6 separate regions of the Mus musculus genome follow, and regions 2, 3, 4, 5 and 6 are each linked to region 1. The links are chromatin contacts, called in public HiCAR-type and promoter capture Hi-C maps. All regions are on one chromosome and are shown on one strand. Each heading gives the region's core, a stretch centred on a gene start, on an enhancer-like site or on the middle of the called end of the contact. The rest is flanking DNA. Distances are from core to core; before and after follow the strand shown. Region 1 holds the start of Pcmtd1 (protein-L-isoaspartate (D-aspartate) O-methyltransferase domain containing 1). Region 2 holds the start of Rgs20 (regulator of G-protein signaling 20). Region 3 holds the start of Tcea1 (transcription elongation factor A (SII) 1). Region 4 holds the start of Atp6v1h (ATPase, H+ transporting, lysosomal V1 subunit H). Region 5 holds the start of Mrpl15 (mitochondrial ribosomal protein L15). Region 6 holds the start of Lypla1 (lysophospholipase 1).

Region 1 (4,173 bases), core at 121-2,620:
GCAGAACCACTTTTCTTCCACTTTCAGACTTCTCCCTAGGGTTCACCTTGCAAAATATTTAATCCGTGGTGGGTTTTTTTTTTTTCTTATTTGAGTACAAAATTTCTAAATGGTGACTTTCTACGAGTTTCATCAAAAGTAGCCTCCTAGAGTTTAAAGAATTAAATGCTGCTATCTAACCATATGGTATTTAAACTTTATGACATAAAGAAAAAGTAAACTTTGTGTAATCTTTAGGCAGTCATTCCCTCTCATGTAAACTCTGAGGTCTAAGCAAAGACTAGCAACCTGTTTCATATGAAAGTATCGCATGTGGCCTTAGATACTGTGAAAGTCAATATATTAAGTTGCAAAATACTGGCACGTAGGCCAGGCACAACAGCTCCTGTTTGATCCTAGCACTCGGGAGGTGGAGGCAGAAGCTAAGAGTTCAAGGTCAGCTTCCACAGCACAGGGGGCTCTATCTCAGCTTGAGCTATAGAACTGCGTCGCAAATCACAAAACATACAATAAGCTTTTAACTGACTCGCTACTGAAAGTGTGAAGCCCATGCTAAACAGTAACATTTAACAATAAAGTATGTTTTTAAAAAAAAGAGTGGAGAGTTCCGTATACTACTGGCCCAAAAATCTATATTCTATATAGGACTTTAATTTTCGTCTATAAACACACTCCTCACTTGCACCGACAAAATCCTGAAAGGCTGGATGCATACATACACTTGGGATCGGGTTACTCTGAGTAGTGGGAGCGTAAATATTGGGGTTGAGGTCCAGGACAGAAAGAGGGCAGGAGTCTTGTGTCTTCATTGTTTGGCAGCTTTTTTTTTTTTTCTTACAGAGCACGCAGTACTTTAGCTCCATTTCTAAGAGCATTCCTCCTCCTCCTTCTGTACCCAAATTCTTCAGATTTGTAAACGCACAGCTGTGGTTTCACGATTTTAAAAGAACACGCATAAAAGCAATAAGCTGTAAAACACCTTGGCTCTGCAAAACAGCTCGCCCTGTCTCTCTCCATCCGTTCTCCCGGCTGGTGTCTAAAATGCCAAAGCAGCGGACGCGGACCGCACTTACCGAAGGCGCAGAAGACGCTCACACAGCGGCAGCGCCCGCTCAGTCCCTGAAGCCCCGTCCCAGCCCCCGCGTCACGAGCCTGCGTAGGCGGGAGCCCTCCAGGCCAAAGCAGCGGCGGACCGGCGGCGGGCGGAGCGCCGCAGAGACAGCCGACTGGCCCGGCACAGCGTCCGCCAGCGCCGACGCGGGAGGGCGGAGCCCGACCCGCAACCCGGGACCCGGGCAGCTGGACTGCCCTAGTCGCCACCGCCTCCTGGGAGCTGCGCGTGCGCGGGGCGCCCTCCGAAGAAAGATGCCAATCAACGGGGCCTGGGAACACCCCCACCCTCAGCTGGGTTGGACTCCGCCCTCTCGCTGAACGCCCTGCCCCTTAACCAAACAACGCGAGGCTTGCCCAAGCGGCTGGCAGCTCCCGCGGATGCCGCGAGAGCTGGGGCTCCTCCTATTCTGTCGCTGTTTTGTTTGTGTGCTGCGTAGCTCGGGAGCGCAGGGTCTGGTGACTCAGTCCGTCCCCAGCTCCGCCTCCGGTCGGCGTTTTGCCGACTGGATCTACGAGGCCACTTCATCTCCAGCCTCTCCGCGGGTCTCTGTATCGGGTGATGGGGAGGATGCCTGCAGACCCGGCGCGCACCCAATGACTGGCGGCGGTGCATGCGTCGCCCCCTGTGCAGGCGCAGCTGACGCCTTCTTGGTCCACGCCGAAGCCCCTGCCTGTGTCGGTGTCGGGAAGGAGTGCTTGTTGAGAAGTGGCGAGGGTCAGAAGCAAGGGGGAGCATCTACATCTGTAGTCCTCCGCAGTAAACATGTCGATTCCTACTTTGGGACTGTATTTTTTGTTTGTTTGTTTGTTTCCAGCACATAAAAAGACACTGCTTTCCCAATGCTGTAATTTGTAACCAAATGCACGTTCCAGATGTGGTGGCACTGGCTTGTAACCCCAGCACTTGGGATGCTCAAAGTCTGCCTGTACTACATACATATATCAAGTCCCTATCAGGAAAACAAAAGGTCTTGAGGCCTAGGTTGCTGTCACCTACAGTAACCTTGTGTAAAGTGTTTAAGAACAGAGTAGTAAAATGAGAGCTTCCAATCACTTGAAAACTGGAACAAAGTTAACTTATGCGATGGTCTGACTTTCAGCTCACCTTTATGTCTCAAGTACGAAGTTAGATTTGGTGGCCTTTTAGCCCTTAGACTGAGGCTGTGGGCCGGATTCCTTAGTCCTATCTTTGTGTCTCTCCTAGAACCAAAGCACCCCTGGACAGGATGGGATCACATAACAGTCTTTGGGGGTTCGGTTTCTGATACTCTAGGCAGAAATTTTAGCAGGTGAAAATATTTTATCGAGTGGATGTAACGGCTCAGGGTGGTAATCCCAAAAGCTCCGCAGGTGACAGCAGAGATCAGTAGTCCAAAGTTATCTGCAGATACTTCATTTGAGGTCAGCCTGGGTTATATGAGACTGTCTCAAAAAAAAAAAAAAAATATATATATATATATATACATCTTACCATAAACATAATAAATCACATGATAAATTAGGAAGGTTTGGGAGTTTTAACAGAATCTCCAGGCTGTCCTCAAATGTGAAATCCTCCGAGCCTCAGCCTTCTGAGAAATCACAGATGAGTTCCACTTCACCTGTTTTAAAATAACAGTGAGACACTAGAAAACATTTTGGTTTTCTTTTTCTTTCATTTCAGTCCCTATGGGAATTTTTTTTGTTTGTTTTGTTTTGGTTTGATTTTTTAAGACAGGGTTTCTCTGTATAGCCCTGGCTGTCTTGGAACTCACTTTGTAGACCAGGCTGGCCTCGAATTCAGAAATCTGCTTGCCTCTGCCTCCCAAGTGCTAGGATTAAAGGCGTGCACCACCACCGCCCGGCTGGGACTTTTTTTATGTAGGCCTTTTTTTCTATTGAATAAGAGCTAAACACAGCTTTATTTTTCTTCTCTTCACCTTCAAGGGCTGAGATTAGAGGTGTGCAAAAATGATGATGTTTAATAAGAGGGATGCTAAGTACTGTGTTTATAAAACAGGACCAGGGGTTTCTCTTCTACAGCAGCTAAACTGGAAAGAATCATGTAATAACTTCTGTGTATACACCTGGTACCTGCCACCTACCCATGTTTCTAATTATGCCCCACGTCTTGCCTTTGCACCTGTCATTTCTTATATATCCTCCCACAACTTCATAATCTGGGAAGGCTGGATACTGAGTACCAAACTGCTTCCAAATTTTAATGCTGTGCTACACCGATGATACTTGTCTTTGTTATATTGGTCAATTTTTAAGTTGTTTCATCATCCAGATTTATGTAAAGATTTTAGACTTTATATAGCCTGCAGGCAATTTGTTCTTGGCATTCTCCATCCACTGTTGGAGTAAGCCTGGTCCTGGGAACACTAGCAACACTTTTATTCTTCATACCAAGTGACTTCTACTTTATTACTAAGCAGAAAATAACACAGTATAGTACAGGCCTGGCACTCTGTTCATAAAACCACGCAGGCAGAATATCACAAATGTTCAGCCTAGTGGTCTTTCATCCCAGCACTAGAGAGATGAAAGTAACAGGACCAGAGTGCAAACAGTCAAGTGGGTCTCTATGAGTCCAAGGAGAGCCTGGGCTATATCAAGTTCCAGGACAGCTAAGATTATAGAAAGAGAACCTGTCTGAAAACAGGAAGGGAGGAAGGAAGGAGAGCACTACTATCTCTCCCAAATGACCTTGGTTCAATTCCCAGCACTCATAAGGCTGCTCACAACCATCTATTATTTCCATCCTAGGGGATATGAAACCATCTTCTGTCTTCCACAGGAACAGAGGGCATTGATGTGCCCACAAAAATTCAGGAAGCCACTCAAGCACATTAACATAAAAAATCTCAAAAAAAGAAAAAAAAAAAAACTCCTTTTAAAAAGTTCAAGGACATTCCTGCCTACATGGTGAATTTAAAGCATGCAGAAGCTGTGTGAGACTCAACCTAAAACACCCCACCCCATTGCACCCAAAACGGGGAAGAGGAACTATTCTGTCATTTAATTCATAAGACATCTGTCATAGTCAGGGTTTCTATTCCTGCACAAACATCATGA
Region 2 (4,201 bases), core at 1,395-3,894, 2.1 Mb after region 1:
ATTCCCAGCCTTACCTTGCATCTTGATTCTCTCACTAAGGCAAGAATTGTTAAACTTTAAAGTTTTGAGTGGTGGTGGTGGTGGTGGTAGTGGTGGTGGTGGTGGTGGTGGTGTGGACAAAGTGCTTTCTACATAGCCCCAGTTGTCCTAGACCTTCCTATGTAAACCAGGATGGCCTTGAACTCACAGAGCTCTGCCTGTCCAGGTGCTGGGATTAAAGGCATGCACCATCACTCCCAGCCAAAGATTATTTTTAAAGACTCGTTTTGACAAAAGTAGATAAACTGGGAAATTAAAGCGGCATCCCCACAGTTGGGGGTTGTTAGTGGGAAGGCTGTTTCTAGGACCCTGTGCTCCTGACTACTACACTAAACATGCCCAAGAATGTCATCTTTTTAACTTTCCAAGAAAAAAAAAAGAGCATGTTTACTTTTATCCTCTTTCATACATAAGTCTCCTAGGAATACATTTCAGGAAGCAGAACTCTGAAAATAAGAGGTACATATGGAGTTCAGAAAAGACGCCTGAAGGCTTACAAAACCGAACAAACTCCCCCACTATGCTGAGGTGAAGTTGGCTACTTCCTACCCGGCTCCCAGTGTAAGGTGGGTCTGGATTCTTTCTGGCTGGCCAGCTGCCTAAGAACTACCCAAGTCTCACTTAACAGCTACCCCAGTGGGACCTGGTAACTATTCCGACCTCAGTGGTCTATTGGAGGACAGGGTAAGGAGAATTCTGATGAGGGAAGGGAAGAGGGAAAAAAATGAAAAATTGAATAGATGACTGGTGCCCACCACGTTTAATGTGCATACAGATTATATGGGGTGTAAATGTGCAGGTTTTGATGAACTAGGCTAGGAAAGGGACATAAATTTTGCATTCTTATGGAGCAGCTGGATACTGAATATTGGCAACAGCAGCTGGTTCAGAGACCACAGCGTTAGGCAACGTAGTTTAAATGAGGGAAGAAACTAAGCTAGTGCTTTCTCTTTTTACTTCCACTGACCTTCTCTTGTATCCCCAAAGCAATTCTCAAAATGCTTCCACAAGGTCGCAAATAGGTGACTGTGGACAAGATCGTACTGATGTGCTGGTTTTGTTTCTCGCCTTTCTTACACACCCTTCCCGCCTTCCGCCCTGCACAGCTCCCAGACTCCACCGGGTCGACTCATTTCGCCACCTTTCTAGCCTGCTCTCCAGCTGTTCTTGTGTCTTCTGCGGCGACCCCCTCCCGTGGCTTGCCTGGGCGCAGGGACTTTCCCTCTCAGCCAAGCTCCTGGCCTACTGCCTGGCTCTCTCCAGAGCCCCACCGCCTCCTGTTCCTACTTGTGGCCTCAATGGCACTGCCAGGACGACGTCCGAGGGGTCGTCTACTGAAGCTGGCAAGTCCGAATTCGGAGCCCAGAGGAGAGGACGCCTGTACTGAAAAGAGTTCACCCGAGTCCGTGAGTACTGGGAACTCCACTAAACCCACCCTCGGCTTCTGGAGGCCCCAGCCTTTCCCACTCGCTCTAATCCTGATTGACCCAGCCCACCCGGGCTGGCCTGGATACTGAAAGATTGGCACAGCGCTGGGCACACTGGAGGAAAGGGCACCTGAGGCTCCCGGACACTCCCACCTCCACCGAGGCATTAGAGCTACTTTCTCCCAAGCGATCTGTTCTGTTTCTACCATCCTAGGAAGCAAGAGGAAGCCCTCTGACGCCTCCGAAGATCTTTTCCAACTGTAGTTGCAGCTTCCCCTCGAGCCTCCCCAAGCATCCCCGCACTTTGTAACCGCTCGCAGCCGCGTTCATGCCCCCACTCCTCTTCCCAGGAAGAGGGAGGAAATGACGTGATGTTATTTTTGTGTCAGGTCACTTTGCTGCTTGAGTTTAGCCCTCCGAGCTCAGGCGCACTGCCCCAGGGGTTCACTTCAAGGGTTACTTCGCTAGCTGCGGCGACCCGGGCGAGGGGCATCCTCAGAGGTAGGCGCCAGGTTCTGCAAATGCCCGGGGCTTCCCCTCCCACCGCCTGAGTCGCAAAAGAAAGGGAGACTGCCGAGGGACTGAGAGAGACCGGAGTCCCGGCTTAGGCTTTCTTACATACACTCCACCCTGCCATCCCAATCGCCAGGTGGGGCCATCCGACTCTGGCTGGCTGGCCGGAACTGAGTAGGACCACTGTTTAGAGTGGGAGAACAGATCTCTTAGAAAGGCTATACAAAGAGAGTTGGGGGCGGATGTTAGTGGCGCTGAGGTCAAAGGGTTCAGTGGGGATTGTCCAGCAGGGGCGGGCAGTTCACAGGCGCGAGACCCGGGGTACAAAGCACCAGCTCCTCTCGCGACCTTTCCCCGTACCCCCAAGCATCTCTTCATTCACAAGGCCCCAGTACTCATTCACAAACTCTGGATCGCCCCCACCCCACGGCGTCCCCCGCAAGCTAAGGCCAGGGGATAAAGAGAAAGGGCCTTACAGGCACCCTCAAAGCTCGCTCCCGCCGCACCCATTATTTCGTTGCGATTATAAGAGAGGAGCCAGGACCGGGGCTCCGCTCGCCCGATTTGGGACTAGGGAGTACCCCCAGCCTCCGAGTGCTGCGTGCTGCCGCCAGAAGGAGGCGAGCCAGGGGATTGCCCTGCCCCAGGAAAGCGAGCGAGCGCCGGGGCGGAGAGGAGTCAGAGAAGGGAAAGGAGGAGGAAGAGAGAAGAGCTCCGGAGCTTAGACCCAGAAACGCAGGAAAGGGCGGGTGGCAGAGAGCCAGCGCGGGCGGAGTAGGAACCGCTCTGACTAGTGTAAGAAAACTAAGGCACACTCTGGACGCATGCGCACGGCCAACGGAGGCCCGAGGGCCAGAGCTTCCCCTTCGGCTAGCCCAGCGGACCCTGGCCTGGTAAGTACCTGGCGTCCTCCTCGTCTTCCTCTCTGACTCCCTGCCCCCCCCCCCCCCCGAAGCCCTGGACCTGGCAGTAGAAGGAGCTCGAGGAACCTGGGACGCCAGTCTCTCCTTGCCCGGTGGTGCAATCCCTGGCTGGTCATCGCCCTTAGGGTTAGTCAGTTGAGGCGAGTGGGTTGTGAGTTCGGAACATCTCATTGTCTGAGGGAAGGCTCCGAACCATTGTGATCGGTTATTATCAGACCCACCAAGCAGGTGGTCCGGACTCTGAGACTCAGCGAGGGACGAAAAATGCCATTAAGGTCTAAAGTGCACATCAGACATGCCAAGCATTTGGGAGAGCCCAAGCGAGTGGAAGAGTCTCGGCTCTCTCTCAGTTGGGGGAAGGATGCGCCTCGGTCTGAGGACCCGGGGCGGGCAATTTGAGCGCAGGTTGAGGAGGTGACACTCCCGGAACGCACTACCTCCCTTTCAGAGAAGCGCATCACAGGCCGGCTGGCGGAGCTGAGCTTCAAGTAGGCGCTCAGACCGCGCCCGGAGCGCTGCGGGCAGCAACACCAGACAACTGAGTAGACCGAACAGTCACTTAAGGGAGAGAGGGTGGGGATTGTCCTTATCGGGCCTGGGAGCTAGATTTCCCACACTCGGGGGGCTCGGGAGGTTGGAACCCGAGGACGTGCCGAGGCTGCAGCGACTGAAGGTTCGGGTAGGAAGCAGAGAGGCTGCGCGGAGGTGAGCGATGGGGAGTCGGGTCTTTGTATGATGGTGCCCTCAGACTTGGGGAAACTGGGCTGGCAAGGAGCCTAAAGGGAGACAGCTCCCTGGGACAAGGGTGTGCTCTTTCGGAGATCTGTGGCTAACCCCACCTACTGCTTCAGGGGAGTGGGTAAGGGAGAGGCCTCGGAAGCGGCACACGCGGGGGTGGGGTGGGTGTTTGGGGAGACGTTTCAATGCGCTGAAGGATTTCCACACTTAGGGAGTGGGCGACCGAAGGTGGGCGTTGGGGAGGGTACAGGCGCTGCGACCGCGCAGGTCTGAAGGTGTGAAGGTGGAGCGCGGGAGAGGTGGGCTCTCTGGGGCTGGGCTGGGTCAGGATCTTCCTCGAGTCCATAAGCAGCAAGCAAAACCTGGGCAAGAAGAGCTAGCTAGCCACACTCACACAACTGCTGATGGACGTGGGGCTAAAGCGGGCAAGGGGGTTCTGGCCATAGCAACTGCTGCCTCTGCGCCCTCAGGTGGAGAACAGAGCCACAGCGTGAAGAAAGTGGTGGTGCAGGAGGGTTTCTGTCCTGAGAGTGCTGGAAAGGAAATCCTCTCCAGAGACTG
Region 3 (4,018 bases), core at 338-2,837, 2.2 Mb after region 1:
ATTTATTGAGTATCATTTTGATCTTTCTTTGCATTTCATCAGCCTGTTTGAATTTCAGGACTGGAAAATGAAAGAAAAAGCAATTAAAAAAAAAAACAGCTTTGTCTTCTTTTTCAAGACAAATTTTCATCTTAGTTATGGTTTTGCACTACCAGAAATCAGATTTGAGAATGACTTGAAGTCTGTCTTGATGTATTTGGGAAAATAAGTTACGAAGTTAATGACTTTTTTCTTCTTGCGAGTTTCCTCTGTGGCAATCTGGGAACCTTCAGCCAGAGAGAGGTTTCCCAATTTAAAAAAAAAAAAAATGTTTAACCTATCATATAACCAGAACTCATCACCTGCATCAAGTAATGAAATAGCTCAATCAGTAAGAAAGAAAAACAACACAGGCTAATATCTGGAACAGAAAACAAACAGGAAATATTTGAAAGGACCAAAATCGTACATACGGATTAACGGGGCATGAAATTAAATGCGGGTCAACACACCTGTTTAAGAAAGAGGAACCGGGGGCGTCTGAAAGTCTTACATTATTTGGTATTAACACTAAATCCTAAGCTGGCAGCGAGTGGAAAGTCAGCGAGCTCCTAGCTCAAGCAAAACTACACAGTATTTAAGCGACAGCACTTTAGCTCTGACTCAGTTTCTTGACTCATAAAAAGAATTCTGCAGAGGCGCGTAACTCTAAAGCACTCACTGCACAAACGTTTAGCATCTCTGCACGGCTTTTACTTCACAAATGGCAAAAGTCTCTGGTGTTTTGATAATGCAAACCTGCTGCGTCTGGAAGAAGAGATTCAAGTGAAGCTGGCTGGAGAGGTCAAGTGTGGAAGCAAAGGGATGGAAAGTGGTACACACCGAGGGACACATCCACACAGACCAATCAAGGAACAGAGGATGTCATCCGTCCCGCTGCAGCCTCAGCACCATACCCGCGGAGCAGCAGCAGCCGGCTGCCCGGCACATCGCACGCAGGCCGACTTGCCAAGGGGCGGCGTATTTTCTGTTTGTGATTACCAAGTGGGTGTAAGGCAGAGCTGGGATAAACACACTTTACGGCCCGTCTGCAACTGACCGCGGCACCCAGCGAAGCCGCTCTGGGGTAACCGGCGGCGGCCACCGTACATTCTCTCAGCCCAGCGTCGAGGGCTTCAGTCCTGGGCTCACTGCGGCCGTGGGCAGCACGGACCTGAAAGCCCGGAGGGCGCGCGGCGCGGCCCGGCCCGGCCCGGCCCTGACTGACTCCGCGTGGGCCGGTGTCGCGGACTCGGCCGCGGCCTGCCCCGGGCCCGCCCGCTTACCGCATTCTTTTTCTGCACCATTTTGTCCATCTTCTTGGCAATGCGAACCACCTCGTCCTCCATGGCTCCGGAAGGCCTCCCCTCGCCCGGCCACAGCGGACGGGAAGCGAGAGAAGCTGCGCGGACGTTGGACAAGCCGCGAAGCCGCTGGCCTAGGCCTTCCTCACAGACCCGGCCCGCGGCGGCAGGGATAAGCGCTCCGCCCCCTAGGCCGTGCCAGTCAAGCACCGCGCGCGCCACACAGGCACTACGAATCGATCGCAGGAGACTGGAAAGTAGAAGTGGCTCGCTCAGGCGTGCGCTGTTCTTTTAATCTATTCCCGCCCCCAGCAGTCTGGAACTTCCGGCCCTATCCGGACTCGCGTTGCTGGCGAGCTGGAGTTGGACGGAGTCCGGCTTTCACGCCAGAGGGATCAGGCAGTAGGCGGTAGGTTGCTACGAGTTCCATCGAAACCCCTCCGGCAGAGCGTTCTCTGGGACGCAGGACAGGCATTGCCGAGGGCTTAAAGCGCATGAGCACTGAGGCTCACTCTTGGACTCAGATATTCAAACCATCTAGCCTGCTGATGAAAACCGACTAAAAAGACGACGGCCTTGAGAATTGTGACTTAAAAAAAGCCACGGTAAAAAAATGACATGTATAGTGTCTGGGATTGTTTTTACTTTGTTCCATGTGTTGAAAGTTAATAAATCAGGAGCCAATGAACATTACAGACTTTTAAGACTCAAAATATCTTCTTTCCAATGAAAAAAGTTAACTAAAACACATGTCGTGTCAAATTAAACATTTGTCACCAAGCATGATAGAAGGCCGTGGCATATAACTAATGTGCATTTTCACACTTTAAACTTAAGATCAAATAAAGTATAGCTCCCCAGGGTAACAGTGAATTCCACTTTGACTAATCAGTTTCTATTGAAAGTAAATGGTTCAGTACCATTTTTCACCCATAACTCATGCTTTTCATTTATTTTCTTTGTCCTTTTCCTTCAATTTCCTTGTGAGGTAATAAAGAGGAGACAATCACCAGGCAGTGGTGCCCCACGCCTTTGATCTCAGCACTTGGGAGGCAGAGGCAGGCGGATTTCTGAGTTCGAGGCCAGTCTGGTCTACAAAGTGAGTTCCAGGACAGCCAGAGCTACACAGAGAAACCCTGTCTCGAAAAACCGGAAAAAAAAAAAAAAAAAAAAAAAAAAGAGGGGACAACATTTTCTCATTTGCAGATGAGAAAGTGGGTCTGTGTCCAGTTAAACCATTTACTACCAATTCACACTATGCATAACAGCATTTCAAAGTTAATTACCATTAACCAAAATTTACCACTTAAGATTCTCTCTATACTAAGATAAAGCCCTTTATGGTTCAAGATATCTATCTGGTCTCCACTGCCTTGAGACAGGGTCTCTCCCTGAATTAGAAGTTTGAAGTCAGCTAGGCTGACTGGCCAGCAAATTCCCCAATCGGCCTCTCTTAGACTCCCAAGCATTGTGGTTGCAGGAATGCACATCTATGCCCAGCTTTTTTCTGCAGGTGCTGGGAATTCCATCTCAGAACCCCAGGCACTCATGCTTGGAAAACAAGTACTCCTGTCCACTTAGCCATCTCCCCAGCCTCAAGTTAAGTTTTAAGTGTTGTAAGAGAAACAAAGTTTACCATTTTAGCTTTTTGTTTTTAGACAGGGTCTTTTGTAGCCTATGCTTGCCTTAGTTATCTATGAAGCCCAAGTTATCCATAAAATCCTGCTAGGATTGCAGGCGAGCACCACCATATCCAGTTTAACTGATTTCAAGTACGAGGTGTTTACAGAACCACACGTGCTGTACATTATGACCCCTGACAGTTTCCAAGCTTTCCATCATTTATCATCAGGAACATAGAGCGGAAGAGCTGTTATTACTCTGAGCTCAGTTGTGCCTGCTTGGGAAGTTCATCATAGAGCTTGTTGACTGTTGAAGTTCATAGAGGTAGGCCTGGAGGATCACTAGACCTCACCCACATATCCAGCCATCCCTTCCAACTAGTTGTTTGCAGTTCTGCCCTAATTGGGGATGGCCTCAGGTTTCAGAGGAAGGGCTAGTCTGTAGGCTGGAAACGATTAGGAACAGGGCTGCATTATCCACAGAGGAGCCCATATCTAGGTGACGGGGATGGGGAAGGTGCAGACTTCCCCTTGTGGTTGCTTTAGGATCATCTATGCACTGTGCCTTATAAACTCATAGGTTCTCCAGAGTGAATTGTTTTGTCCTTGGAACTTTAGGAATGGGTAGACAATACCTAGGTCCACCCCCAGGGTGAAAACACCCAAGCTTATTGTGTAATTAAGATTGACTTTATTTTCCTGCCTCCACCCAAGTACTAGGTTGATCTCCATGGCTCAATAGTCTAGCTAGCATCTTTGTTTGTAAACAATAGCCTTGCAGGTGGTGATGTTGCTGCCTAAGGCAAAGTTAAGGTGATTTGAGTTAACCCTGGCTAGGCTCTTGAGCTAGTTGTTTTCTTTCTCCTCCCCCAGGGGGCTACACACTGAGAAACACTATCTCAACAAAACAAAACTAAGCATAACATTGTTGATGTAAAAACCACAGCTTTCATCTCAAAGGAAATAATATATAGCTTATTTTGGAGGCATTTTGAGTTACCATGGCCAGGAACACAGACTTATTTTATTCCAAATTCCATGTTCCAAAGTGGAAGCAGTTTCATGAAAGTTTAT
Region 4 (4,045 bases), core at 1,512-4,011, 2.0 Mb after region 1:
CTACCTTACACTGAATGTAGACAATCCATCAAGCAGTGAACTGGGTCATCTACTCCAGGCTAAGCAGCCTTAGCAGTGACTTTCAGGAGACTCAGCATTTTGGTTCTTGTAGTGGCACAGTGCATCCCACATTCACACTCACTGTACAAGTACTCTACAGCAAGGCTCCTCAAGGCTCCCCCATGAGAACAGACTGTTTTGAAAAGGCAATTCTACAATATGAACTGCCACCTATAACTGACTATTTCTTTCATGTGTTGTACAAGTTGACTCTTAGACTTCAAATACATTTTGGGTTTCTTAACTTAAGAATCATCTTGAAAAGCACCAAGTAAACAACCCCAACTCCTCCCAAGGGTCCCCAGGTACCCAGAATATCACAGCCATCCCCTGCTGCCCTGCTGTGAGCTTCAGCTCTTACCACTGCTTACCTCCAAACTATACATCACTTCCAGCACAATCTTCCCTTTATGACACATGGTCAAATAGCACTCATCCTTGAAAACTCAATTGAAGGATCTTCTGATGGTGGAATCAGCTACCCTTTTTTGTACACTCATAAGCCTATCTTCCTATCATCATAGCTAACAATAAAGGTCTGTTTTGATACTATGAGTTCCTTTTGAAATGCTATTCTATATAACCTTTGTATAGGCAAGACAAAAAATAAGCAACAGATTTCTTAACTGATTTTTCAATGTGCATATTCAAATCTGACCCTCAGTAACCCAGTTATAAATATGCCAAAATAAAGTCATATGAAATAAAATGATGAAATATTACTAAGAATAAATGCGGGCTGACGAAATGGTGGGGGGGTGGGGGGAGGGTGAATGCACCTGCCACTCAAGCCTGACAACCTCACTTTCATCCCCAGTGCCAGAGAACCAGTCCTCCCATAGGTTATTCTCTGATTTGCAAAGGCATGGCATGCAGAACACACATGGTGTATACAATCATCTGTTACTCCAGTTCCAGGGTATCTGAGACCCTCTTCTCAGCTCTGAGGGCACTCGCATTCAGGTGCCACACATACATACATGCAGGCAAAAACAGTCATACACACAGTATAAAATAAAATAACTGCTATGAACTGTTCTATTTTCCCAAGTGGTTCCTACCATATCTGTCACACTCCCTAAGACAGCTAGCTATGGAGAGAAGGAAATGTTAAAATTAATTTATTAGCATTTTTCCAGTATTTCTCTCATAGAAGCATGACCATGAAAAAGCCTGATGGAAAAGCACATGACATCCATGACTCACAACAAACCAGTACGCACTGAAGATAAGACTGCCAGTTCACTTTGTTGGCACGAACTTCAGCAGCCTTGGCCGCAATGATGTTAGTTGGGACAGCAGCATCCACAGCACCTCGAATGTCCATCTTGGTCATCTAAACTTTATGACTTTGAATGTTTCCCACAGACCTTCAAGATAAAAACAGGATAGCAGCCATTTAATTTTTTGAACTACAAGTATTAATATAACCATATTGATTTCACTTAGCTTGAATATTAAATATCCTAGGTCTGAAAAGCATTACCGTATTTCAAATTCTGTCTACCACCCCATAAAAGGCTTTCTATTGACTTGTTCTTTTTCCAGGGAAGAGTTTTTAATTCTTAGCCTCAATAAACACTGAGACGTTTAAAATGACCACTTAAGAGACTGACAGCAAAATCAGAACTAAACTGAATATTAAGCCAATCTCTTTGACCACCTTAGTGCAATCATACCCAGTGCTTAGAATACATTAAAAATAACCCAGAAGTCCACTACTTTAAATCTATTCAATCACGTTCTAATCTCTTCTACAAAAAATAAAATTAAAAAAGGGTCAATTATGGTATTTATGGGCATCTATTATGCTTCGATTTGCAAAGACACTATATTAATTCCTTTCTTTAAAATTACTGATTCAAAATAAAATACACTAAGAGGTGTGGTATACCAGGACCTTCTTTTCAAACAGAAATTGACAAACATTTCCAAAATCAATATTGAAAGAAATTTCTGAAACAACGTATGTCCAACCAACAATAGGAGTCTATTCTGACAAGAAAAATATACAATAATGTGCTACTAAAAAAAAAAAAAAAAATTCCCAGTCCTCAACGTAATAGATAAGTTACATCTCATTCTACTACGATGCAAAAACCATTCCCAAAACGTACGTTCTTACCTACGAGCAAAAGGAGGTTTAAAAATAAAATCATACCCAAATTCTATTCCGCGTTGCCGAAGTGCTTAGTCAGTGTGGAACTTAGATTTCTCTTTGTGGGAACTCGCTGCCTGAACAAGCAAGGTCGGCGCAGACTGCGGGTCCCAGGTAAAACCGGCTCCATCCGGGCAAGGCTGGCACCAAAGGCACAGCGCAGCCTTCCCGGGCGGCCCGACCCCCGCGGCTCTCCCGGCCCGGCCCGGCCCGGCCCAGGCCTGCCCACCCCCGCGCTCTCTGCTTCCCTCCGAGGGGAGGAAGGCCCTGCGGCTCCGCAGACCCTGGCGCGGCCGGCAGGGAAACCAGTCGGCTCTCCGGAGCCGGGGAGGGACCCCAGGCGGCCTCACCTGGATAGCCTCGGGGAGTGAGGGCCGCACGGGCGGGCAGGCGCCGGTCGAGCTCCGAGGTCTCAGTGGCCACGGGAGACCCAGAGCAGAACGAAGGCGACTCCGTGGGAGACGTTGCGAGCCTCACTCAGAGGAAGCCGGAACAGCTACGAAGTGACAGCAGCGTCTGGCACGTGAGCAGCCGCACGTGACCGCAGCTGAGGGCGGAAGCCGAGAGCGCCCAAAACTGCTGGACCGCGCACCAAATGGCCTTTCCCAGGCCACTTAACTTGGTCACTTCAAACTGGCAGAGCTCGCCACCCTGCAGGCCACTGGTGCCAAAAAGCCAAAAATCTTTGAAGAAGCTTGGTTTATGACCTTTGAGTGGTTTGGGTTTGTTTGAATTAAACATCTCAGCGGGCCAGGCATTCATACTCCGATTTTAAGCATAAGACTCAGACTGAGAAATGAATCATAGACCCATGGTATAAGTATATGTAGACCCACCAGTAATACATGTCTCAGAAAAAGTTATTCATTGTTTACCTAACTTCATTTTTCTCTAGGCTTATATGATGAACAGAGACAGTCTATGAATTTAGAGCTTTATTGTAGGAAGATAAAGAGAAAAAGAGAAGATAAAAGAAAGAGAGGGGCCGGCCATAGCCAAGTGGAGAGAGGGGGAAGGGAGAGAAGGAGGGCTAGAGAGGAGTAAGAAAGGTGAGAGCTTAAGAGAGAGAGGAGGTCCCAAGCAGCCCCTTTTATAGTTGGCTGGGCAATCTTTTAATTTTTAATATTTTTATTAGGTATTTTCCTCATTTACATTTCCAGTGCTATCCCAAAAGTCCCCCATACCCTCCCCCCCCCCACTCCCTTACCCACCCTCTCCCACTTTTTGGCCCTGGCGTTCCCCTGTACTGGGGCATATAAAGTTTGCCTTTATATGGGCCTCTCTTTGCAGTGATGGCCGACTAGGCCATCTTTTGATACATATGCAGCTAGAGTCAAGAGCTCCGGGATATTGGTTAGTTCATAATGTTGATCCACCTATAGGGTTGCAGATCCCTTTAGCTCCATTGTGTAGATGTACCACATTTTCTGTATCCATTCCTCTGTTGAGGGGCATCTGGGTTCTTTCCAGCTTCTGGCTATTATAAATAAGGCTGCTATGAACATGGTGGAGCATGTGTCCTTCTTACCAGTTGGGGCATCTTCTGGATATATGCCCAGGAGAGGTATTGCTGGATCCTCCGGTAGTACTATGTCCAATTTTCTGAGGAACCACCAGACTGATCTCCAGAGTGGTTGTACAAGCCTGCAATCCCACCAACAATGGAGGAGTGTTCCTCTTTCTCCACATCCACGACAGCATCTGCTGTCATCTGAATTTTTGATCTTAGCCATTCTGACTGGTGTGAGGTGGAATCTCAGGGTTGTTTTGATTTGCATTTCCCTGATGATTAAGGATGTTGAACATTTTTTCAGGTGCTTCTCTGCC
Region 5 (4,155 bases), core at 1,399-3,898, 2.3 Mb after region 1:
ATAATGACATCCTGTAAAGAGAATGCTCCAGTGTCCTTGCTTTAGTTGGTAAACAGATCTGTGTGCTTTCCCTTAATATTGCTTTATTACAAGTGCTCCTAAGGATTGATATTTTGACATATAGGTAACTTAGATTCTAGGCAGTCCTTGATCTGACCTTGGGAATGGATAGCTAAGTCACTGCCCTACACAGGAATTTACCATTATCTAGGAAAAAGGAACCAGAGTAGATACTTAGAACTATAGATAGCTGAGTTACACCCATACACAAGTATTTACAATGGCCTAGGGGGAAGGTGGACTATACAATAGACTAGAGTAGGAACTATGGCAAGGCCACAAAGCCCTTGCCCCTGGCTTCTAAAATTAAGTGGACCTTAGATGGAGCTGTTTTTGATCCCAGTTGTTTGTTTTTTTTTTTTTTTTTTTTTTCGAGACAGGGTTTCTCTGTGTAGTCCTGGCTGTCCTGGAACTCACTTTGTAGACCAGGCTGACCTCGAACTCAGAAATCTGCCTGCCTCTGCCTTTGATCCCAGTTGTTAACATTGAATTTTATCCCAGTTGGTTCCTGCCAGTCCTTCTGTGTTTGCATTCCTGTTTTTTGTAAGAATCCAGTAGCCTCTTTGTACCTTGCAGGTGTGTCACACAACTTCCCTATTTTCTTCTGTATAAAAAGTTTGATGCTCAATTTGACAAATTACATTCAGATCCACACTCCCTTGTGTAGAGTCTGTCAATTCCTGCCAACTCCTTGTCCACCTGCAACCAGAGACCTGTTCCACACAGACAGTGACCAAAGAGAGTCTGTGGCACTCTTCAATTCATTCTCATAGTTTTCTATGCTTACTATGTTGCATATGGGACAAACAGCATACAATTGGCTACAGACCATTTCCACTATGACTGATTAATATTAGTGACATCACATAAACCATACAATAAAGAAAATGTATCCTTACAAGAAATGCAACACAGTATTTTGGCTTTCCTCAATTTCATTGGCTTGCATAGATAAAAAGGGGACATGTGGGGAGCACTTCCAGAGTTAATGTTGGCTGAGTTCTTGCTTGTAATTAATCATGAATGAGTCTGCTAACATGCTTTTGCTTTTAGTTAAGACATGCATTATATCCTGCCAAGTTCCTCTGCTTTTACATATGTCCTTGAGAGACTGTCCAAGCCTGAAGGAAATGGCCTTAGTCAAACATGGATAGTGTGTACCATACACTTATCACATAAATGTTCATGTTCATTGTTTAACTTCCTGGAATTGGTCATGCTTTCTGTTGCTAGCCTTTAAAAGACACTGAGAAAGTAAACTTGCTGCTAGTGGTGGTATTGACCTGTAGCCCTCCCATATCTGTCTCTTCCATCTTCTTTTTGCCTTTCCTATAATCATCCTCATACCCCAAGTCGTGGTTTCCATGTTGAATGACCAGCAGGCTCTGGCCCCAGGCCCAAATCCATGGTTTTGAGTAGCTCACCCCGATATCTACCTTATGTGTAACCTGTTGGAACATGTGAAAGGGCTAGCTAGTCCTGCTGATCCAGAGCTGCAGGATCTCAGTGACCTAGGACAATAGCAGGATAACCGAATAGAGTCCCTGTGAGGATCCAATATTGGTGTAGCAGAAGCCAGAGACCTAGAACCAGACCAATGACTCATTGCAATGTACATTTGCAAGTAATAATGTATGGACAAAAGGGTATACTGTAGGACACACTGTGACACACGACAGCTTCACGATGAGGTTTCCTAAACTTTATTTTTATTTTGGGGGGGGGGGGGTTTGCAAGGGCAAAAAGGACGGAGGGATTGTGGATCTGGAGTGTATGATGTGAAATTCACAATGAATCAATAAAATAAAAATAAAGGTTTATTTGAGTTAGAAACAGCTGCTTATTAAATTGTCTCACCTTCACTATATAACTGATAGAGCTTGGTAGGAGCAATTCTCCAGCAAGACAGTGGAACGGAAAAAGAATATAAAAATGAACACATTGTTTTCTATATTACTTGTATTAAGACAAGTTTTAAAAATCATTTAATTTGGAGAGTTAAATATATGTTTGGCAGTTTAAGTTCATTAGCTTTGAATCCTATCTATACCATCTGCTGTGACAGCTGGGTCGATCTGATAGGCATAAAACCACACCTCGCTTCTAGCGTGGTTGTTTATATGAATCTAGTAAGGCTAACTTTAACTCAGTTTCTGGCATACCCCAGGAGCTAAGTATGCCCCACCCCCCATCGTTAACTGCAAGGCACGCTATTAGGTTGAACCTAATTAGACAATTAATTCTAGAGCCAGGCACTGTAACAGTTGAATTACCAGAGTCTCAAAGCTTGAACCTGTTCACATCATTTTGGATTACTTTTCGCTTCATGAGGCCCCACTTTTACCGTACAGCGTGTTCAGTCATTACAGGGCAGAAGAGAACAGTTTTCGTTCACAAAATGGTACCAAAGCCAGAGGATAAAGCATGATCTCACAAAAGTTGATGCAGTTCCCCGAAGTAAAAAGACATCAAGCCTGGAAGCTGGAAGACATAGCCTACCGACGCGGATGCGGTCGCTCTGCAGCACGACAGGGGCGGGGCAGTACGGCCGCTGCAGCGCGACAGGGGCCGGGCGGAGCCGTAAAGCAACGCGGAGTCTACGCCGCTTCCTGGGCGCCCTTGAAGCACCGCGGGTCATGGCTGGCACGGCGCGCGGCTGCGGGACCAGCCTGGACCTGCTGCGGTCCTTGCCGAGAGTGAGCCTGGCCAACCTGAAGCCCAGTCCTAACTCCAGAAAACGGGTAAACGCTTGGCGGCGGTGCGGGGAGTGCAGGGGCCGCGTCACTCTGGCGATGGACGCGTGCGGGCGCCTGGCTCCCTTCCGCGTGCGCCCAGTGTTAAGGATGCTAAGCAGGCGGAGGGTACACACTCGGGAACTGCAGACGATTCATCCAAAATTGCGTTTAAACTGAACTGCTTAGCAAGTGCCTATCGTCGTTATAAAAATCCCAGTGTTTTTTCTACATTCCAGCTGGCCAATGTGCAACCCAGGGTGCAACTAGAAAACTGTTGTGGGTCGGCTGCTCGGCTTTTACAGTAACTTAATATACGGCTTTTTTTTTAGGGGGGGGGGCGGTTGACAAAGTCAATTAAGGGAAAGATGTTACGGAGTTAGAGAACACCGAAAGACTACCCGACTCTATCCAGTTGTAATTAGCCAATTTTTTAATGTTATAGTGCAGCCAACCACAATTCCCCTTAGGCCCAGGTTAAAGGGGTAGAAGGTGGAGGGCTTTGAAAGGTCGCAATTACTTTATTTCTGGGGAACTTACAGCTACATGAGGAACTTTACCGAAGCAATTAATCATTTCACATCAGTTTTACAATTCTGTGGAGGGGGACAAGTTGCCAGGAGCTTATCTTTTAGGAATTTAGGAAATTAGAATGTGTCCCTAGCAAAAATTGGAGTTTTCCTTAGCCATATGTGATCTAATTACATATTTACGATTAATTTAAAAATAAAACATTTAATGTCACTCAAGCCTCGTTTTGGCTGTTTAGTTCTAGGATTTTCTTTTTCCGTTCCAGCTGCTTTTTCCTGAAGACTAAATTTAGGCCCTTAGCTTGTTTGTTCAAGCACACTATACCACTGAGCTGTAATCCCAAACCCTTTCCCGATGCCCTCTCACCGCCCCCCCCCCCCCCCCCCCCCAGGGTTTCTCTGTAGAGCCCTGGCTGTCCTGGAACTCACTTTTTAGACCAGGCTGGCCTCGGACTCAGAAATCCTCCTGTCCCTGCCTCTCGAGTGCTGGGATTAAAGGCATGCGCCACCACATCTGGTTCCCTTTCCCGATTTTTAAATGCTTTATTCAGAGACAGACTCTCAGAAAATTGGGGGTTGCTGGCCTTGCCCTTTTTTTGTAGCTTAGGCAGGCCTTGAACTTTGAATCCTCCTGCCTCAACCTAGCAGATAGCAATCACTACAGGGACCTAGCTTATTGTAGAGCTTGTTATTCCTGTTGGATCCCATCCCTTCCTTAGAACTTTGCCCTGTGTTTCACCTTGTATTTTGGTTACTAGGATCAGCTACATTCTGAGAGAACTATGTTGGTGGAGTATAAAGATGAGCACGCAGCTAGAGCAGGGCTTGGCACA
Region 6 (4,047 bases), core at 125-2,624, 2.3 Mb after region 1:
GCCACTAAGTGGGTGCTTGGAACTGAACCCGCAGGCTGGTTAAGTGCAGCCTATGCCCTGAACCATTAAACCATCTCCCCAGTTTCATTGTAAAAGTTTGACAATCTTATACAACACAAGTTTCAGCCAGATAATCACTCAATTAAACAGAAGGCAACCCAAGGATTAATAACAGAAAATCCTAAGCTAAAGTTAGTGCTGCATAGTCCGGTCAGGGACTGGTGAAGTGTCCACACGGCACACACTGACCTCAAGTTTCTTCTCCAGAACCACAAAAGCAAAATGGGTTTGATAAGCCACCAAATTAATCTTTGAGCTGTGGCCCCACCTTCTTTGATTTTTCTCTTTTAAGGGATCATCTGCACTCTGATCTGGGACTTATGCTTCATGTTATTGCTATTTCTCTCAACAGAATCAACCGGTCTTTCTCAACCTGCTCCAAAACTGCACACTGCCTTTGCAAACATTCCACTCCTCTGGTATCCAATTCACATCCAAAGAGCAGTTAACAATTTTAACATGTTCCAGAGACAATCTCAAAGACGAGAAACTCAAGATAAGGGGGAAATTGTGGGTGTTTGTAAGCAGAAAAGCTGATCTCCTTGAGAAAATACTTGTTCCTACAATGTCAGCCTTCTTCAGCATACAACCCTTTGACCAGTAAGTAGCTGCACGACCCCATCTCCTTAGGTACTAACAATGGCACCTACCCTGTATCTCCCAATCCGTGAAGGAAAATAACCTAAAAGAGAATAAGACAAAATAAGCACACACTGGACTGTTACAGATTTTGTTAAGTTATAAAACCCAATGAAGGACCTAAAAACTTACAACAGAACACTATTCCACAAGCTATTTAATTTCTATACCCCTTCGTTTTAGCACTCAGAGGTCTCACACAGTCGGATAAAAGACAGCTGTCTCTAAAGTCAAGTCACGAAAGTCGAATTTTTTTCATCACAAAAGTTTCCGGGAGCAAAAGTTAATCTGAGCTCCTGCGGCAGGACAGACACTCCCGCTGCAGGTCGGCTGTTTCAGCACTGGACCTCGGAATTTGCTTCAGGGGTGGGGGTGAGAGTGCTAGGCAGGCAGGCGGCGCCCCGCCGGCTCCGATTCCCCGCCCGACCCCGGAGAGCCCGCGGGGCGGCGCGGACGCATCCACGCGCGGCGGCCTGGGTCTCGCTGGTGCCCCAGGCCCGGGCGCCGCCACTCACCGCGGCGGTGGCCTTCCGGGCGGCCGGCACAACGGCGGGCATCGGAGCGGACATGTTGTTGCCGCACATCCACCGGCTGGCGGACAGTGCGTCGGAAGCGGAAGGGAACTCGGGCTCCCGGCAGCCGAAAGTCCCAGCCCGCCCCTCCGGGCGCGCGCTCAGGCGCGTGCGCGCCCCCGCGCCGCCCTGCACTGTTCCTCGCGTTCGGCCCCGAGCTCGCGCCCCGATTCGGCCGCGCGTGCGCGTCATAGTGAGCCTTCCCGCACCGCGCTGGAGCAGTGCGGGCCGCTGCTAACCTCTCGCTGTCCATCCACGCCCGCAGTGCCTGGACCAGCGGCAGGTAGCAGGGACCGCTGCTGGGACCGCGGCTAGGCGGGGCGAGCTCTTGCTGTGGTCCCCTGCGCGCTTGACGCGTGACTCCCGATTTCACTTCCCCAGGCAGGTCAACGTTATTAACTAAAGGACAGGTATTCATTGAAATATAGCCGTTTTGAACACGGGGCAAAATCGCCACCCTTCTGCACAGCGCTGAATTTATTGCATATATAGTATGTATAACTGGGGAACGGTTCATGGCAAACATTTAAGGTCAAAATGTCATGACCTTCAGAAGTCTGCAATTCAGTGAGGAAACCAAATATACAGTTTTGACTGGAAAGGAGTTTGTGAACTAAGACTTAAAGACTAAAAGACTTAATTAAATTACACAGGAAAATCTAGGTCCTGAGAGATTTTGGAGTCTTATTCAAAACGGTTTTAAATCAGTCTTGCCCTTAAATATTGAAAAGTTTAAACATTCTCAAAAATGTTAAATTGATAACCCTCCCCCAAAATGGTAGTAATGTGATTCACAAGGCTTATGCCTCTATATATTTTTTGCTTTTTCGATACATGGTTTCTCTGTGTAGCCTTGGTTGTCCTGGAACTCACATTGCAGACCAGGCAGGCCTCAAACTCCTAACTCTACCTCCTGAGTGTGTTTGCCACCACACCCAGCAATGCCACTATATTTAAGTCAAACTGTTAGGTCTTTTCTTTGTGACTTTAAAAGAAAACACAACTGTCTTTAGCTCTCATTATGAACATAAAATGATCCAAGTCACTGTTAAGTAAGTTTCTCTATGATGAAATATGTAGAATTCCAGGAGCTACCATTATCTCACTAGAGAGGACAAGAATACATCAAGTTGGGGTGCCTGTCATCTGTGTCTTTTCCTATCTCAAAATCTCCAGTTCCTGCAATTTTTCTGGAGTTTTACATCCTCCAATGAGCTTGTTTCTTCTGTTCTGAATGGTTTCTTTCTTCCCTGGGTAAGGGAATGAAGTAAATATAAAATTTAGAAAAAAAATAGTTAATTATTCAGATCATGTGATTGTACAAAAGAAAAAGTAAGCCCAGTGGTGGTGGCGCACGCTTTTAATTCCAGCAGAGGCAGGTGGATTTCTGAGTTCCAGGCCAGCCTGGTCTACAGAGTGAGTTCCAGGACAGCCAGAGCTACACAGAGAAACCCTGCCTCGAAAAACCAAAAAGCCAAAAAAAAAAAAAAAAAGAAAAGAAAAAGAAAAGAAAAGAAAGAAAGAAAGAAAGAAAGAAAGAAAGAAGAGTAAAGTGACCAACAAGAAAATTCATCAGTATAGCCCATACTAGGTCAGTATACCCATAGAAAACTGTTGAGAGTCCAAGAGTCTTCCACAAACTACACAAACACCAATCTCAGTCAGTCAGGGGTGGATTATTGAATGTACACCCTAAGACTGATCGATCAGGGCTGTAGCTCAGATTTTAGAGGCTGACGCTATGACTACGAATATCTTTCTCTGTCAGCTTATAAGAAACACACACACACACAAGCTCATACACAGGTGCAAGAAGTGCTGCCCAGTGGTCAGCGCCAACTCAAGCCATTTTAGACAGAACAGTTCATATTGACCTTTGATTTGATAGGTCCTACATAAAGTTTTGTGGAATTTCTTAAGATAACAAACCTCATGCAGAACATATGCGAGTATGTGATCAGCATGACCTTGCTCTAAGTCCAGTTATTTTTCAGTGTCAATGACTAGCTGGCATGTTATAGCAACAATATGAAATAGCTGGCAGGCATGGAACAAAATGGCTATAGCTATGCTAGGGGAGGGGTAGGCCTCAACAAAGAGTATATTTCTAGATATAAGCAAAAGCTGGTTAATTGTGTAACAATACAAAACATTACAATACAGATTTAAAACTATAAGATTTGTAAAACACTATTGAATATGATTGACAAAATGCTGGTCAAGTTGCAGCAAAGTCTATACCTGTGAAATTATGATAATCAAGATCATAAACTCCATCCTCCCACCCTTTCCATTATTACTGTGGGGTTTGTTTTTATTTTGCATAGACTAATACATAAAACTTACCTTCCTAATAATTTAAGAATCTTGGTGTTCTGGTCAAATTAGTTGACTTCACATGCACTGGTTTATTTTTGGTCTAGTGTTTATTTTCCCCTCCATTTCTGTTAAAAAAAAATCCTTAGGACTTTTGATGATGAGTATCTTGACCCTGTAGGTCTTTTTGGGTAATATAAGCACTTTAATAATATTAATTTTTCAATCCATAACAATAGGATATCTTGGGCTAGAGAGATGGCTCAGTGGTTAAGAGTACTGACTATTCTTCCAGAGGTCCTGAGTTCAATTCCCAGCAACCACATGGTGGCTCACAACCACCTGTAATGAGACCTGATGCCCTCTTCTAATGTGTCTGAAGAGAGTGGCAGTATACTCAAATAAATATAAATAAATAAATCTTTTTTAAAAAGGGATATATTTCTACGTATGCATTCCC

What was found. Promoter capture Hi-C pulls out the DNA fragments that hold promoters and counts their contacts. HiCAR-type assays count read pairs that join an accessible place to other places.
Region 2: a HiCAR-type map of astrocytes shows a contact between it and region 1, with 4 times the contacts expected there. The contact joins the promoter of Rgs20 here to the promoter of Pcmtd1 in region 1. A contact is called at or near these places in 1 of 39 promoter capture datasets (embryonic stem cells) and 1 of 115 datasets of contacts at active chromatin or transcription factors (astrocytes).
Region 3: a contact with region 1 is called in a promoter capture Hi-C map of pre-B cells, with 9 times the contacts expected there. The contact joins the promoter of Tcea1 here to the promoter of Pcmtd1 in region 1. A contact is called at or near these places in 8 of 39 promoter capture datasets (cranial neural crest, embryonic stem cells, frontonasal cranial neural crest and 4 more), 1 of 484 Hi-C or Micro-C datasets (CD8 T cells) and 3 of 115 datasets of contacts at active chromatin or transcription factors (astrocytes, double positive thymocytes and embryonic stem cells).
Region 4: a contact with region 1 is called in a promoter capture Hi-C map of pre-B cells. The contact joins the promoter of Atp6v1h here to the promoter of Pcmtd1 in region 1. A contact is called at or near these places in 2 of 39 promoter capture datasets (pre-B cells and second pharyngeal arch cranial neural crest).
Region 5: a contact with region 1 is called in a promoter capture Hi-C map of pre-B cells, with 6 times the contacts expected there. The contact joins the promoter of Mrpl15 here to the promoter of Pcmtd1 in region 1. A contact is called at or near these places in 3 of 39 promoter capture datasets (the C10 cell line, liver and pre-B cells), 1 of 484 Hi-C or Micro-C datasets (CD4 T cells) and 1 of 115 datasets of contacts at active chromatin or transcription factors (astrocytes).
Region 6: a HiCAR-type map of astrocytes shows a contact between it and region 1, with 6 times the contacts expected there. The contact joins the promoter of Lypla1 here to the promoter of Pcmtd1 in region 1. A contact is called at or near these places in 1 of 484 Hi-C or Micro-C datasets (B cells) and 1 of 115 datasets of contacts at active chromatin or transcription factors (astrocytes).

What each region holds. Positions count from the first base shown.
Region 1 is chr1:7,086,117-7,090,289 of GRCm38.p6, reverse strand. It overlaps Pcmtd1 (protein-L-isoaspartate (D-aspartate) O-methyltransferase domain containing 1), which reads right to left and starts at 1,370. Exons shown (of 6, transcript NM_183028.3): 1 at 1,074-1,370.
Region 2 is chr1:5,017,982-5,022,182 of GRCm38.p6, reverse strand. Rgs20 (regulator of G-protein signaling 20) reads left to right here and starts at 2,644. Exons shown (of 5, transcript NM_021374.5): 1 at 2,644-2,872. The coding sequence starts at 2,804.
Region 3 is chr1:4,855,263-4,859,280 of GRCm38.p6, reverse strand. Tcea1 (transcription elongation factor A (SII) 1) reads right to left here and starts at 1,587. Exons shown (of 10, transcript NM_011541.4): 1 at 1,305-1,587. The coding sequence starts at 1,367.
Region 4 is chr1:5,081,802-5,085,846 of GRCm38.p6, reverse strand. Atp6v1h (ATPase, H+ transporting, lysosomal V1 subunit H) reads right to left here and starts at 2,761. Exons shown (of 14, transcript NM_133826.5): 1 at 2,569-2,761; 2 at 1,284-1,430. The coding sequence starts at 1,396.
Region 5 is chr1:4,784,219-4,788,373 of GRCm38.p6, reverse strand. Mrpl15 (mitochondrial ribosomal protein L15) reads left to right here and starts at 2,648. Exons shown (of 5, transcript NM_001177658.1): 1 at 2,648-2,801. The coding sequence starts at 2,697.
Region 6 is chr1:4,805,150-4,809,196 of GRCm38.p6, reverse strand. It overlaps Lypla1 (lysophospholipase 1), which reads right to left and starts at 1,374. Exons shown (of 9, transcript NM_008866.3): 1 at 1,215-1,374; 2 at 711-742. The coding sequence starts at 1,283.